Regions from separate parts of the Mus musculus genome. Here all the other regions are linked to region 2. A link is a contact called in public Hi-C data. All regions are on one chromosome and are shown on one strand. Each heading gives the region's core, a stretch centred on a gene start, on an enhancer-like site or on the middle of the called end of the contact. The rest is flanking DNA. Distances are from core to core; before and after follow the strand shown.

The links. Hi-C and Micro-C count contacts between places; a contact is called where the count stands out from the background.
Region 1: a Hi-C map of cortical neurons shows a contact between it and region 2. The contact joins two enhancer-like sites. A contact is called at or near these places in 9 of 39 promoter capture datasets (the 3T3-L1 cell line, 3T3-L1-derived adipocytes, the C10 cell line and 6 more) and 2 of 484 Hi-C or Micro-C datasets (bone marrow-derived macrophages and cortical neurons).
Region 3: a contact with region 2 is called in a Hi-C map of cortical neurons, with 4 times the contacts expected there. The contact joins two enhancer-like sites. A contact is called at or near these places in 5 of 484 Hi-C or Micro-C datasets (cerebral cortex, cortical neurons and embryonic fibroblasts).

Annotation. Positions count from the first base shown.
Region 1 is chr2:148,160,353-148,164,797 of GRCm38.p6, reverse strand. No RefSeq gene overlaps it. Among named protein-coding and RNA genes, the nearest start is that of Gm36597, 8.0 kb to the left of the region's middle. Within about 2 kb of position 2,552, at least 9 of the 459 cell types and tissues checked have an H3K27ac peak or open chromatin away from gene starts, as enhancers often do. A contact at or near this core is called in cortical neurons, where this site is marked.
Region 2 is chr2:148,649,854-148,654,546 of GRCm38.p6, reverse strand. No RefSeq gene overlaps it. Among named protein-coding and RNA genes, the nearest start is that of Nxt1, 20 kb to the left of the region's middle. Within about 2 kb of position 3,391, at least 17 of the 459 cell types and tissues checked have an H3K27ac peak or open chromatin away from gene starts, as enhancers often do. A contact at or near this core is called in cortical neurons, where this site is marked.
Region 3 is chr2:148,203,794-148,208,226 of GRCm38.p6, reverse strand. No RefSeq gene overlaps it. Among named protein-coding and RNA genes, the nearest start is that of Gm36597, 35 kb to the right of the region's middle. Within about 2 kb of position 1,351, at least 38 of the 459 cell types and tissues checked have an H3K27ac peak or open chromatin away from gene starts, as enhancers often do. A contact at or near this core is called in cortical neurons, where this site is marked.

The DNA of each region.
Region 1 (4,445 bases), core at 1,303-3,802, 490 kb after region 2:
GTTGTTAAAGTTGGGATTCTGTTCTGCAGCTATCTTCTTTTAGGTTTGTTGAAGGATTACTTTCTTGCTTTTTCTAGGGTGTAGAGTCCGTCCTTGTGTTGGTATTTTCCCTTTATTATCCTTTGAAGAGATGATTCATAGAAAGATATTGTGTGAATTTGGTTTTATCGTGGAATACTTTGGTTTCTCCATCTATGGTAATTGAGAGTTTTGCTGGGTATAGTAGCCTGGGCTGGCATTTGTGTTCTCTTAGTGTCTGCATGACATCTGTCCAGGATCTTCTGGCTGTCATAGTCTCTGGTGAGAAGTCTGGTATAATTCTAATAGGCCTGCCTTTATATGTTACTTGACCTTTTCCCCTTACTGCTTTTAATATTCTATCTTTATTTAGTGCATTTGTTGTTCTGATTATCATGTGTTGGGAGGAATTTCTTTTCAGGTCAAGTCTATTTGGAGTTCTGTAGACTTCTTGTATGTGCCCATGTTCTCTATGGAATCTTCTGTACCTGAGATTCTCTCTTCCATCTCTTGTATTCTGTTGCTGATGCTCAAATCTATGGTTCCAGATTTCTTTCCTAGGGTTTCTATCTCCAGCATTGTCTCATTGTTTTATTTATTGTTTCTACTTCCCTTTTTAGGTCTTGTATGGTTTTGTTCAATTTTATCACCTGTTTGGTTGTGTTTTCCTGTATTTCTTTAAGGACTTCTACCTCTTTAGCAGTGTTCTTCTGTATTTCTTTAAGTGAGTTATTAAAGCCCTTCTTGATGTCCTCTACCAGCATCATGAGATATAATTTTAAATCTGAGTCTTGCTTTTCGGGTGAGTCAGGGTATCCAGGACTGGCTGAGGTGGGAGTGCTGGGTTCTGATGATGGTGAGTAGTCTTGGTTTCTGTTAGTAAGATTCTTACATTTGCCTTTTCCCATCTGGTAATCTCTAGAGTTAGTTTTTATAGTTGTCTCTGGTTGGAGCTTATTCCTCCTGTGATTCTGTTAGCCTCTGTCAGCTGATCTGGGAGTCTAGCTCTCTCCTGAATCTCAGTGGTCAGAGTGCTCTCTGCAGGCAAGCTCTCCTCTTGTAGGGAAGGTGCACAGATATCTGGCATTCAGACCTGCCTCCTGGCTGAAGATGAAGGCCCGAAACAGAGCCTGTCCTAGAAGATGTGTTGCCTCTGCAGTGTGCACGCTCACCTGCACAGACTGGTCTTTGAGGGACATGGGACAAAACATGGCTTTCTCACCTGCTCTGGTGGTCAGAGCCCTTCCAAGTGGACCCCTCTCCTCTGGCGGGGAAGGTGCCCGGATGTCTGGAATCAGAAATGGAGTCTGTCCCAGAAGCTGTGTCATTTCTGTAGTCTGACTCTCACTTGTGCAGACTAGTCTCTTCAAGGTCACTCTTAACTTTGTCCTGCATCATGATGTACCACCTTTCCTTGAGGCATGCCAAGTCTGCCTTGCTATCTCCCTTTGGAGTGTCCTGAGTTTCCATTCCAGGACTTGAGAGTACAAAGACAAGCAGGAGAAGGACCTAACTCCAGGACATCCAGATCCTAGTGTGTGACCCAACTCCTCTTAACTGTGTGAGTTTAAGAACACAATCTGCCATGGCTATACCCTGAGTGTCACAAAACAGATGTTAGGAGCTTCGATCGAAATAATAAATCCAGTATCACGTTAAAAATCAGTGTGATCCTTATGCATGATTTATTTTTTTAATGGACTACTAAAGAAAAAAAATGACTAAAAACCCTTTCCCCATTCTCACCCACTAAGGAGAGTTGGGACAATTCTGTGTTTTATGAAAATCACCCTCCTCCTTCTCTCAGTCCTCATTATTTTAATACTCAGAGTCAATTAATTGAGTATTTGGATCAGCATGTCCAACTGAGCCCAGAAATCAATAAGTTCTCTCACTCCACTGAACAGAAGGATCTGGCTCACCCTCAGCCTGTGGTAACAACTGCTTCTACATTTGATGGATTTCCTTTTTTTCTGTTTGTGTATTATAATCAACTCACATGGTGCAGGCATCTGGGCTCATGCAAATCATGAATTTCATTACATCAGTTTAATTCATACGGCAACCAATGAGACTTAACTAACCAAAGAAACTGTGCTATCCAGAGGTCTTTGTGCAAGCAAGGGCATTATGCCCTTCAGCAGAAAGCTAGATTGGAAGACAATGCTAGAGTCATCCCATGGTACCTTCTACATAAGGTGCTGGTTGACTTGTGGTCAGTGAGCTTAGCATCTCTCAGCCATGTAGACAGGGCTGCTCTCTGCTTCTCACTTGGCCTTCTCTGTCCATTCTGACAGAGAGGACAGAAGCCAAGGGAGGAGGAATTCTGAAGCAGCCAGAGTTCACCACAGCAGCTCCAGCCACAGCTAGAACCTGCTGGCTTTGGTGACCCGGGTTGCCCCAGTTCCCGAGCTCCAACATCTTAGCCCATAACCCCTAAGATTTGTCAGTGGGTGGAATTATTCTCTTCTTAGGTTTCCTGTCTTGGCACTCACTCCAAGACTGAACTAAATTTGTTTGGTGGCTCCAAGAAGACTTGGAAGATGTTCTGCATAATTTCTCAAGCTGGAAATTAGACTACCAGCACATAGAGAAATCAGTTTCTAACGGCTCAGAAAGTTCTTCCCTGCTGGCTAGCTTTTGTAGCACCAGAAGGTGCTATGCAGGCAGACTCCTGAGGAAGAAAAGAAATCACTGTTATTACCCAAGGCTGGAGCCTGCATCCTCCATCACTAACTTGCCTTTGGTGCAATAGTGGTATGACTATTGTGCTGTAGTCAAATACTTTCTAATTAGACTTGAGGCCCCTCTTCTTTGAGGGGAAGGTTCCCAGGGTCGGGATAATGACTTCTTTGTGACAATGCCAGTGGCATTTAGAGTGCTTAACTGGAAGCTAGTGGAAGTTGAAGACCCTGTAACATTAGCAAATGCAGCTAAAACCTGTTAGCATGCAGACTTCTGTTTATCTAAGTTACCCAAGGGCTCCAGATCTCCTGGAGAATCTGATCTTAGAGACAGGAGGAATGGCTCTCAACACCTGCCAGTGACTTATCCACTGCCTATGATGCATTCATTGTTTTCCTGTAGGCAATCATGCATTTGGTTGGATTCCTGCTCTTAACTCAGAAACCCCAGCACTTCCTTTTTGTGATCTTCTGAACATGAGACTTCTACTCTGACACCCATTGCTTTCTCTTGCCTTAGCCTGCCTGTCACATTCAGGGATTCCTGGATCAAACAGCTGTGGATCAAAACATTCATTTAAAAAAATTTCAAAAGCAAACCTTGACTTTGAAGTTCCTCACATGCTAAATGGATAGAGTGACATTAAACAACATCCTGCAGTGATCGCCATCACTTCACAGATTCCCCAGTGTGTTATTTGAATGAGATAACTCCCATAGACTGGGAATTTAAATTCTGGCCCAAAGATTTGGGTATCTGATGAGGTCCTGAAGCCAGCCCCTCAGAAATACAGGCGGAAGACTGTATTTCTGTCCCTTTCATAAGCCTGAAGTAGAGTATGTCTGAGCTGCTCTCTTTTACAATTCCCCAATTGCAGCATTCATGCTTAGAAGCCCTCCCACAGCTCTGCATGCCTTCCAGATTCACTTCACAGCAGCCTGGTGCGTGACATTCTAGAGATTTAAATGCGTACACACGCGCGCGCGCGCGCGCGCACACACACACACACACACACACACACACACACACATACACACACACACACACACACCAGAGATAGATAGCATCCTTACCTTCCCTGTGACTACCTGATCATCTTGCCTCACTTCTGCATTAACTTCCTAGAACTTCCTGGCTAGTCCTCCAAATGCACTTCACACCTAAATCCTTGTATCAGAACCTATAGCCACAGGACTCACACTAAGACAGCTGTCCTAAATGCTTAGCAAAAAAAAAGCCTCTACCACATTGTGAGATTGTCAGAGCATCTGCTCTTGCTCATGGATGATATCATGCTGATATGCTACCTGGGAATTGAAAGCAGAAGCTACTGCAGGTGTATAAAAGAGAGGTAGAGAACAGGGCACCAGAGACATTACTGGAAAAGTACATCCTAAAAGCCTTCATCCTATGAGTACATAGATTCTAACGTTCAGGACAAGGTTGGAGGCAGTGGAATGTTCTAAATAGAGAGATGAGGCTCATCTTGTATCTCAGAAAGAATCTTTTGTGTATGTGCCTGTGGATGACCTGAAAGCTGAGCAACGTTTTGTATCCTGTATCTGACAACAATCTAAGTGGATAATGCCAATGGAAGTATGAAAGTAAGGATGCATAAATGCAAAGGAGACAAGGGACTTCTGGGATGTTTAGGAGTTAAGACAGAAGGTTGATGGGCACTAATCATTGTAAAGAGCAGAAAAAAAAGACTGACCTCTTCCCCAGGTTTATGACATGGCTTG
Region 2 (4,693 bases), core at 2,142-4,641:
CCATGAAAAACAAACAAACAAACAAACAAACAAACAAAACCAAAACAGGTTATCATAGAACATTCTAGGTTTTCTCTTCCTACTTCCAGCTATGGAGGGTACTAAGGGGAGCAGAAAGTCCCATCTCTATTGGGAGCCATAAGGATACCCTAAGAAGGTGCGCTAGCTATGCTCCAAGCTAATAAAACTAGCTAAAAATTTCTTGGCAATTTCCCCAATAAGAGTCACTAATGAATGGCTGGAGTTGATAAATCAAATGATTGAAATATACACTCACTTAGAATTTAGAGGTTGCTAATAAAAAAAAAAACCAAAAAACAACAACAACAACAACAAAAACCAGAAAAGCTTGTGGCGATTGCATGCACGTGCTAGTTACACCGGTGTAGCATTGCCCCAATTACCTGACAGAAAACTTACAGGGAAGAGGGATTTGTTTCAGCTCACTGTTTTAGAGATTATTGGATAGAATTTCATAATGGTTGGGATGTGACACACAAGGTTCTCTTCATTGCAGGCAGAAAGTAGAGATGAGCAGGAATACACTAGAACAAGATACTCCCAGCAACACACCCTTCATGGCCTGCTTCCCTTAGCAACAACTTACACTTTAAGATTTCCAGGACCTCCCCAAATTATACAACCATGTGGGAGCCAAGTCCTTAACACACGGGCTTTGGGGGGAATATTTCCTCTATTAGTTAATTCTTGTTGCTGTGACAAAGTGTTTGAGAAAACTAGCCTAAAGAAGGAAAGGTATATTGTGCCTTGAACATCTTGCAACTCCAGTGGAGGGAACATGAGACAGCTGGTTATGAGTCCACAGTCAGGAATCAAAGGGAGTTGAATGCTGGTGCTTAGAACACTTTCTCCCCCTTTTCCTTTCATTCTTCTGAGCATCCTGCCATGGGAAGGTGCTGTCCATTCTTGCGCGCGCAGGACTGGCCAGTAGTAACGACGCTGCAACAGGATCCTTCTGCACACGTTTATTGGGAGAGCTTTATTGCAGAGGCGAAGAGACCCCAAGCCCAGAATTGGTGCTGCTTATATAGGCCTAGGAGAGGCGTGTCTCACACCCAGATTGGTTATGTACTAAGCCTCATTTGCATGTTCCTCATCTGATTGGCTACTCTCTCTCTCTCTGTACCTCACAGAGCCTCATTATCATACCTCATTTGCATGTCTCACATCTGATTGGTTATACTCCCAAAGCCTCATTATCATGCCCGGGCCAGGCAGTGTCTTTGAAAAAACTTTACTGCATATGTACACATTGGTTGTTTGTCCAAACTTATGCGTGGTGGCCAGCAGTAGTCAGTGCCACTCTGCAACGGCACATGTGGCTTCCCACAGTCCATGTGTAGGAAAGACCTTCACATTCACAATTCAACCTCTCTGGAAATATCCCTCAGGCACACCCAGAGGAGTAGCCTCTAATTCATTCTGATCCAGTCAAGATGACCATGAGGATTAACAAGCTTTACCTATCCAAACTACAGCATTGGGGGATTTGGATTAGAAGGGAAAAAAAGACCAGGGACAACAAGCTTTTTTCCAGAACCTTCCTTTGCTCCTTGATAGTTACACTATAGCTACAACACTGGCTTTAACACTTCATAGAATTAAAGGTAGCCTCTTCTTAGAAAAGTTTCCAGTAAAGAAATAAAAAATGAAATAAAATGAATAAATCTTTGGAAATAAAAACAAACAAACAAAAAAAAAAAAAAAAGGAAAGAAAGAAAAAGAAAAGTTCCCAGCAAGTGGATAGAGTCACATGGCTAGGTGTTGATAACTCCTCTGCCCCAACCCCATGAAGCCAGGTGCGTTTAAGTGAGAAAGAATTACAAATATATTTTGTCTGCAGAATTCTGGTCTAAGTTGTTAGAGGTCATCAAAGTAAAGTCTAAGAATTACAGTCAGGCCCATCTGCATTTGCAGTATGAAGGCTAACAACGTGGCTTCTGCCTACAACAGTGACTAGAGCTAGCTTGTAAGCAGTTGTTCACATAACTCCACTTTGTTCTTCTTATATGTCATGCAGCATGTTGGGGCATAGCCATGGTTGGATGCCACCCTTGCCTTGGTCCTGAGGTGAGGCTGTGGGAATATGTGGGGGAACAAATTAGGTTACCCATGATGACCAGGAAGTAAAGAGAAGGGGCTGAAAAGATACATCCCTAGTGACCCCTTTACTCCAGTTAAGCCCCATCCCTTACCTTACAACATACCCCAATGATGCTTTTATATTATGAATCCATCAAGGGATTAATACACAATCAAGTCAGAGCCCAAGCCATGCTATGTCCCATAAAGATAAAAAGCTTGGACATTTTCTCAAAGACTCCCCAGAAAGTAGAATAAAACATGCACAGAACTATACTGAGAAGCAGGAATTATTGTAGAAAGTCTGAATGAGACAATGTGGTTTGAATGAGAACTGTTCCCCATAGTTATTAACCAAGTATTTGAATACTTGGTCCCCAGTGTGTAGCACTGTCTGGGAGGTTGTAGAACCTTTAAGAGGTACAGCTTTCTGGAGGAAGTATGCCATTGGGAATGGGCTTTGAGAGTTTATACCTCTAACCTATAACCACTTTCTGCTTTGCTGTTGAAGATGTGTCTCAGCTTCCTTTCCAGCCACCTACTGTGATGCCTCCCCTACCATTGTAGACTCCCTATAGAGTCTACAATGCTACAATCTAAGCTAAAATATATAAGCTAAAATCAACTCTTTCTTTTATAAGTAGTTTTTGGTCAGTATTTTATCACAGCAACAGAAAAGTAGCTAATACAGGTGGCTAGGCCTTTCACGCATGGGTCATCAGGGAATATTTCATACCCAGACCATAACAATCTGGCCTAGAGGCATCTCATCATAAAGAGTAGCCATGCCGATCATACCATATTATATGCTTTCCTGAGGGTTACTTGGTTTTATAGCTACTAAAATGTTAGCTGTATTTCTCCATAGGGTCATCTATCTGTTGAATATTAGAATTTATTGTACTTCCAGTAGGAGGGGAAAGTGGAAACAGCACGTAACATGAAAAGGCAGTGCTATTTTCAGTACTAAATTGAGTGCAGGGAGCTTGCAGAGATGTAATGAATCAGCTTATGCAGTCACCAGGGACACTTAAATGATTGAAATACCTAGAAATAAAATCATATGGTTGACTCATGGAGACACATCTTCATAGGGAATCAGAGATATTCTGATTCTGAAAGATCAATGATGGAGAATTTAGTCATAGATCCAGAAAAGGGAGTCATTAGCATATTTTCCTGTTCAGATTCCCAACACACTAAGAATGGAGGCCTGCAGTCTTGAGAGAAGGGATGAGACACTGAGCTGGTCACTATAGCAACTAAGTGGTCAGACTCAGGCCTGACAGTCAGGAAGAACCTAGTGGGGCCACCCAAGTTTTCCAGGATGGCAAGAGACTTTTTAGTCACTCTAGGGAGTTCCATAGCCCTTGGTAAGTATTAAGAACCCTGTCCTGAAACATCTCAATATACAATCATCAACCTGAATTCTCATTAAACAAGAAAGAAAGCTTGTATGCAAAGGCAATCTGGTCACATCTGAGACACCCTTCCCCCCCCCCCCCCCAACACGTACTCCCCTCCCAGGAATGGTTGGTGGGCATAGCAAGCCATCTCCTAGGCAGAGACTGGAAAAAGAATGCAGGACTAGTGCTAATGTTATTTAACCAGAGATTGACAGAAAACAAAAGAGGACTCTGGTTCCCTGAGGGGGAGGACAAATGAGATGGGAGACTGAATTATTCATTTTTATTTACCTCTCCGGAACAGGCTGAAAAAGCTTATTTAGTAAAGGAATGAAAATGAGAGAAACGGGACCCAGCTGGCTCTGGAGAGAGGAGAGAGGCAAAGGCAAATGACATCTGGGTTCTGAATTATTTATTTGTCTTTATTCATCTGTTGGTTGTCTTTCATTCATTATAGCTCCATAGCTATGATTGATAGTAGAAGGCTTTGAAAAATAATAATAATAATAACAAAAATACAAAGTAAAGACCCAGAGTTATAAACCGCATTTATTCAAGGAATGATGTTTTACCATAGTAAATAGTAATTAACTTTAATAAAAGTCCTCAAAGATTAGTATAGATGATCATAGGATTGATGCTGTTCTCTTCAATAACCAAACACTGGTCATATTTGAGAAGGACCTTGCTTGCAAGTGTCAGTGCAGGTAAGGAGTAGGGGTGGCGTGGAGGTGGGGTTCCTGAGACAGCCTATCTGTGGAGTATCTTTTTTTTTTTTTTTTTTTTTTTTTTTTTTTAACTTCAGCAGAAGCAGATTCCAGGGCATGCTATCTTCCTTGTGCCCTAGAGTTGATTCACCAGGGATAAGGTTCAGAGCCCTTTGTATCACATACCTACTCTCTAGTCACCAGAAATAATTTCTCATGCCTTTAAATTGCACACTTAATTGAGTTGGGTCCAAAGCAAGAAAGGATGTGGCTGGACAGGTGTGGATGGGTGGTTAAGAGAGATGTTATTGATTCCATGGAAGAAATGATTCTTTCTTTATAGGTCTAGTGTTTGAAAATTTAAAAGAAGAAAAGAAAAAGCATTAATAAAAAGAGAGAAAAGGAAATGGTCCCTTAAGTAATTCTTTTATTTTTTTCTGGGACCCAAGAGGTGGCTCAGCAGGTAAGAGTGCATAC
Region 3 (4,433 bases), core at 102-2,601, 440 kb after region 2:
GTACACAAGCATTTAACACATAAGCCTGAGGTGGAGGACATTTCGTATTCAAACATGTCCAATGATATAAAACCTCCCAGTGGGCCCCACCTCAGAAAGGTTCCACCACCTTCCAACAGAGCCAGAAGCAAACCACAATGAAATCACAGCTGATTCTAGTATTGCTATCAGTCATTTTAGTGGTGTGTGAATTACTGGATTGTAATGAAGTTTGTTTCATCACAATCCTGAACTTGAAGTTACCTATACACAACTTGTGAGTAAGACCTCAAGGTCTTACATACATTATTTGACTTGAAAGCAGCTTTTAGGTGAGCTGGTCTCCAGCTGCTCATTGCTTCACTCCTTTCTACCTGGGATTTTCCTCCTTGCCACCACTGCCTCCTCCTACCTTCTTTCCTTCTCTTTCCCTCTTCTCCTCCTTCTTTCTTTTCTTCTCTGCCCCTCTTCCTGTGCCTATCTGTATGGAGTGAGACTGCCACAGCTTGCTGCCCACATCCATGGGGTTTGGGCATTGGGTGGCTGCTTAAGGCAGACTTATCTTCATATTAGTAGGCCTTGTTGAGGATGCCATTGTCCTGGAGCCAAATCTGTCTCTTATCTTATAGCTGCCATCCATGCTAGCGATGGTCCTTTCTTTTAGGCTTTGATGTCCAAGATGACTCTCTTATTTCCTCTTGCACTGTCTGTCATTCCATTTTCTTCACAGGAGTCTCCATGATTTCCTTTAAAATTGGATATCTTCCTTCCCCTGGCAGAAATGGGTTGACCACACCCCCTAGAATTAACCCAAATGCCACTCTTTATTTACAGCCTACTTCTCATTCACATTTGAAGTAGCTTGGGACCATATCTACTTTATCAATATAAAATCAAGTGAGCCCCATGAGGTTTCCAGCACAAGCCAATAAGAAAGAACAGAATATAGATGATATAGATATAGATATAGATATAGATATAGATATAGATATAGATATAGATATAGATATAGATATAGATATAGATATAGATATAGATATAGATATATACAGATATAAATAGATATAGGGCAGTTCAAAACCTTCTGAAGTGTCAGACTTTGTAGGCAGGGGTCTTTAGATAATGAGAATACAAAATATGCCTTTCTAGAAGAGAGAAGAGAATCTTAGAACATGTCCATGAAACATTACAAGTGAAATTGTCACTGTGACTAAAATTGTCTTTGAGGGAATAAAAATCAAAGGATAAGAAAAGAATTAATCCTTAGCAGGCAGGCAGGGTTTTTTTTCTTTTTATATCCTGATTATGAGTCATTGGCAGTGCTCTGTGTGTGGAAGTGTCCCTAAGTGCCTCTCCTTTGCAAGAGCAGTTATTTTGAGCATTCTTCACTTAAAAATCAAGTGGCAAGTGCTGCAAGATTCAAAGCCCAGGTCCTATCAGTGTGTGGTTTCCCAGAGGCTGGGCAGTGGGAGACCACAGCTGGGAGCCATTAGACATGCAAAGGAGAGGAAAAGTGCAGGCCACCCTGAAGTTTCTGCGATCTGCTAACACTGGCTTAGGCAGCTGCATGTGAAAGGCATCCTGTGTTCTTAGTCTCTAATTACCCAAATGAAACTGAATTTCCAAATACAGAAGAGGGACTCCTAGACCCAAACAGAAGCCAGAGCTCAAGTGAGACAATGACTACCACCAAATATTACTACTCAGCTCTGTGGCATGACTCCACTTCCTTCTTCCTTGGATTCTCTTTGAGAGTCCACAAGAAGCATTTTGCAATGCATGTAGGGAAACATGATTAATGAAAGTAAACTTTTTAAAATAAATGGGACATAAAGAAGTATATCCCATTAATTTTAAAAAGTAGCCGAGAGAAAAAAAACTACATAGAATAAAGTCAAGTGTTCTACAAGTGAGCATATTTTTGGATTTGGGTTCCCCGGCAGCCCATGAAAGAGAAAAGGAGCAAAGAGTAAATAGCATAGATGGCTACCCTTTGACGGTTTAACAATCCTACTGCAGAACAGCCTTCCTTACTCTAGACACACTGACCCAGCTGCAATACAGGCTAGGTTAAACAGGGCTGGAATTGAGCACCATGCCTTCAAGCCAACGAGCTAACTTCTAGCAAATCCACCTGGCAGGCTTGACTCTGCTGACTTCCGCAACCCTGCCCTTCAACTCTGGTGTCTTAACTTAAAAATGGGAATATATGTCCTTCCGAATCTATAAAGAAGTGGTTCTAGGAACCTCTGAATACCAAATTGACCTTTGCAGAAAATGGTCATATTTTTTTAAATTTTATTTTATTTGTAATTCATTTTTTGCACTCTATATTACACCCCTACCCCTCCCCATCCTCCCTCCGACTGCTCCACATCCCACACCTCCTCCCCACCCAACTCTGTCTCCACTTGGATCCCACACATATCATTTCAAACACTTCCTTGTGATAACTTTTTGTAAATACTTGTTCTACTAAATTGGGTAAGGAACAATAAGAAGACAATGCTTATATTTTCAACTCACCCAGCACTGTAAAACTTTTCCCTTTGCAGCTGTCTGAGTACATGAACAAGAATCCTGCAGATACAGAGGACCATGTGATGCTAATACCACATATGTTTGATAAGTTCACAGAATACTTGAAGGGTCTACCATATGGTACTATTGACTAAGTATGGATGAGATACACAAATCACACCTGTCCACCCTCAGGGAATATACATGTTTGTGCAGTCAAAACATAACTCAGTTTTATGGTAATAAGAGGTGGTCTTATAAGATTGAGCCTCCCTACCCCGAAGCTGACAGTGACTCAAATACATAAGCAGTTTGCTTGGGTATCCCCAGGCAACCTCTCAGAGGAGAAGACAGTACATCAGAAATAAAGACAAGTAGTTGTATGTCACAGGATGAAAGAAAGTGATCATCAAGTGTCTCGGGTAGAAAAGAGACAAAATTAGAAAGGAGTATTCTCTACCAGTCTCTGTTTCTCTGTTGGATATGGTGCCATTTAAAGTCACGATTTCCATGTGTAGAAGAAACAAAAGTATAAAAGTGCCTGGAAACCATAGAGCAGAAGCTAAGAGAGTGGATGAGCTGGCCACACTGATGGACAGGGCAGGATGGCCATTAGAACGAAGTCTGCTAAACCTGGGACAGTGATGTCAATGCCACAGTCTCAGAACTTATCATCTCAACTCTTGACAGTGTTTATTCCATTTCTAGGATTGTGCATGCTCAAAGAAATCTTTGCTGTACTGGGCTCCTATGAAGACCAATTTCTTTTTTTATTGAATTATCAGGGGAGAAAAGACATTTTTCTTTGTGAATGCATGGCAATCAACCTGACATGCTTTCTGCAAATTGCTGTTACATATTTCATGTCTCTGGGCATTATCTATCCTTTTGTTCTAGTTGCATGATCATCAACTACCTTTGTTATTATTTGCATCTCAGTGCCCTGACATAGAGACAGGGATGTCCATGGATGAATGAGTGGTTCAGAACTTGGACAGATACAATCCAGGCTGGGACTTCAGGTAGATTCTGAGAAGTCTAGAGTCTATATAATAACTTAACCCAAAGTCTTGCTTTTTCTCATGATAAATGAGTGCAATATCTGCATATCAACCCAAGTCTATTTTGATAATTTGAGTCATATTTTTTGTATATGTGAGAATTTTATACACAGAAATGCCCTGTTATTCCATTTGATTATAGCTAATCTTGGTGTTCTAGTTTAAAGACATGGAAGGAAACACAGAGAAGCAGTCTAGGATGATAGAGAAAGGAAAGCAGACACCCGAAACAGTGAGAAAGCAGCAGCTATAGTGAGGATGGAGTTTCCACAAACAAATACAGATGTTAGCAGCTGCTGGCATGCTCTATTGTAGCACCTTGTACCACAAGCCAACAGCTGCTGGAAGCAAGCATCTGTGAGTGTCTGCTGGCTTTCATAGTCCAAGTGTGGTCATCATGTGAGCTGGGCAGAGAAGGTCCTGTAGAGTTAATTCTGTAGAGGAAGACTTCTGAGGCAGTGATGCAGCAGTGGATGAAGGCCGGTGCTACTCCCTCCATTATGCGGGCAGGGAGAGGCATCCTGCATATCACATAAGTCAGAACCCTGGCAGCCCTGAGCCTAGGAAAGCTGGCTGCACATCACCACACCTGCTAATGTTTTTTTCCCCATGGTCTTTTCCATATTCCCACTTTCCCCAAAGCTAATTCCGGGTCTGAAGTAAATTCTAATCCTGAAAAACCCAACCCAAACACCATTACCCCAAATGTTGAGATCCCGAAAGAGAAAAATTCTCAAAGCCTAAAGTCCCTAAAAATCACAATCTCAAGAAGTCTAAATTCTGGGCAGCAAAGTGGCTCAGAGCAAAAGTGTTCATTGCACAAGGCTGAGAACCAGAACTGAATCCCCAGAGCTTACAGTGGAAGGAGAAAAC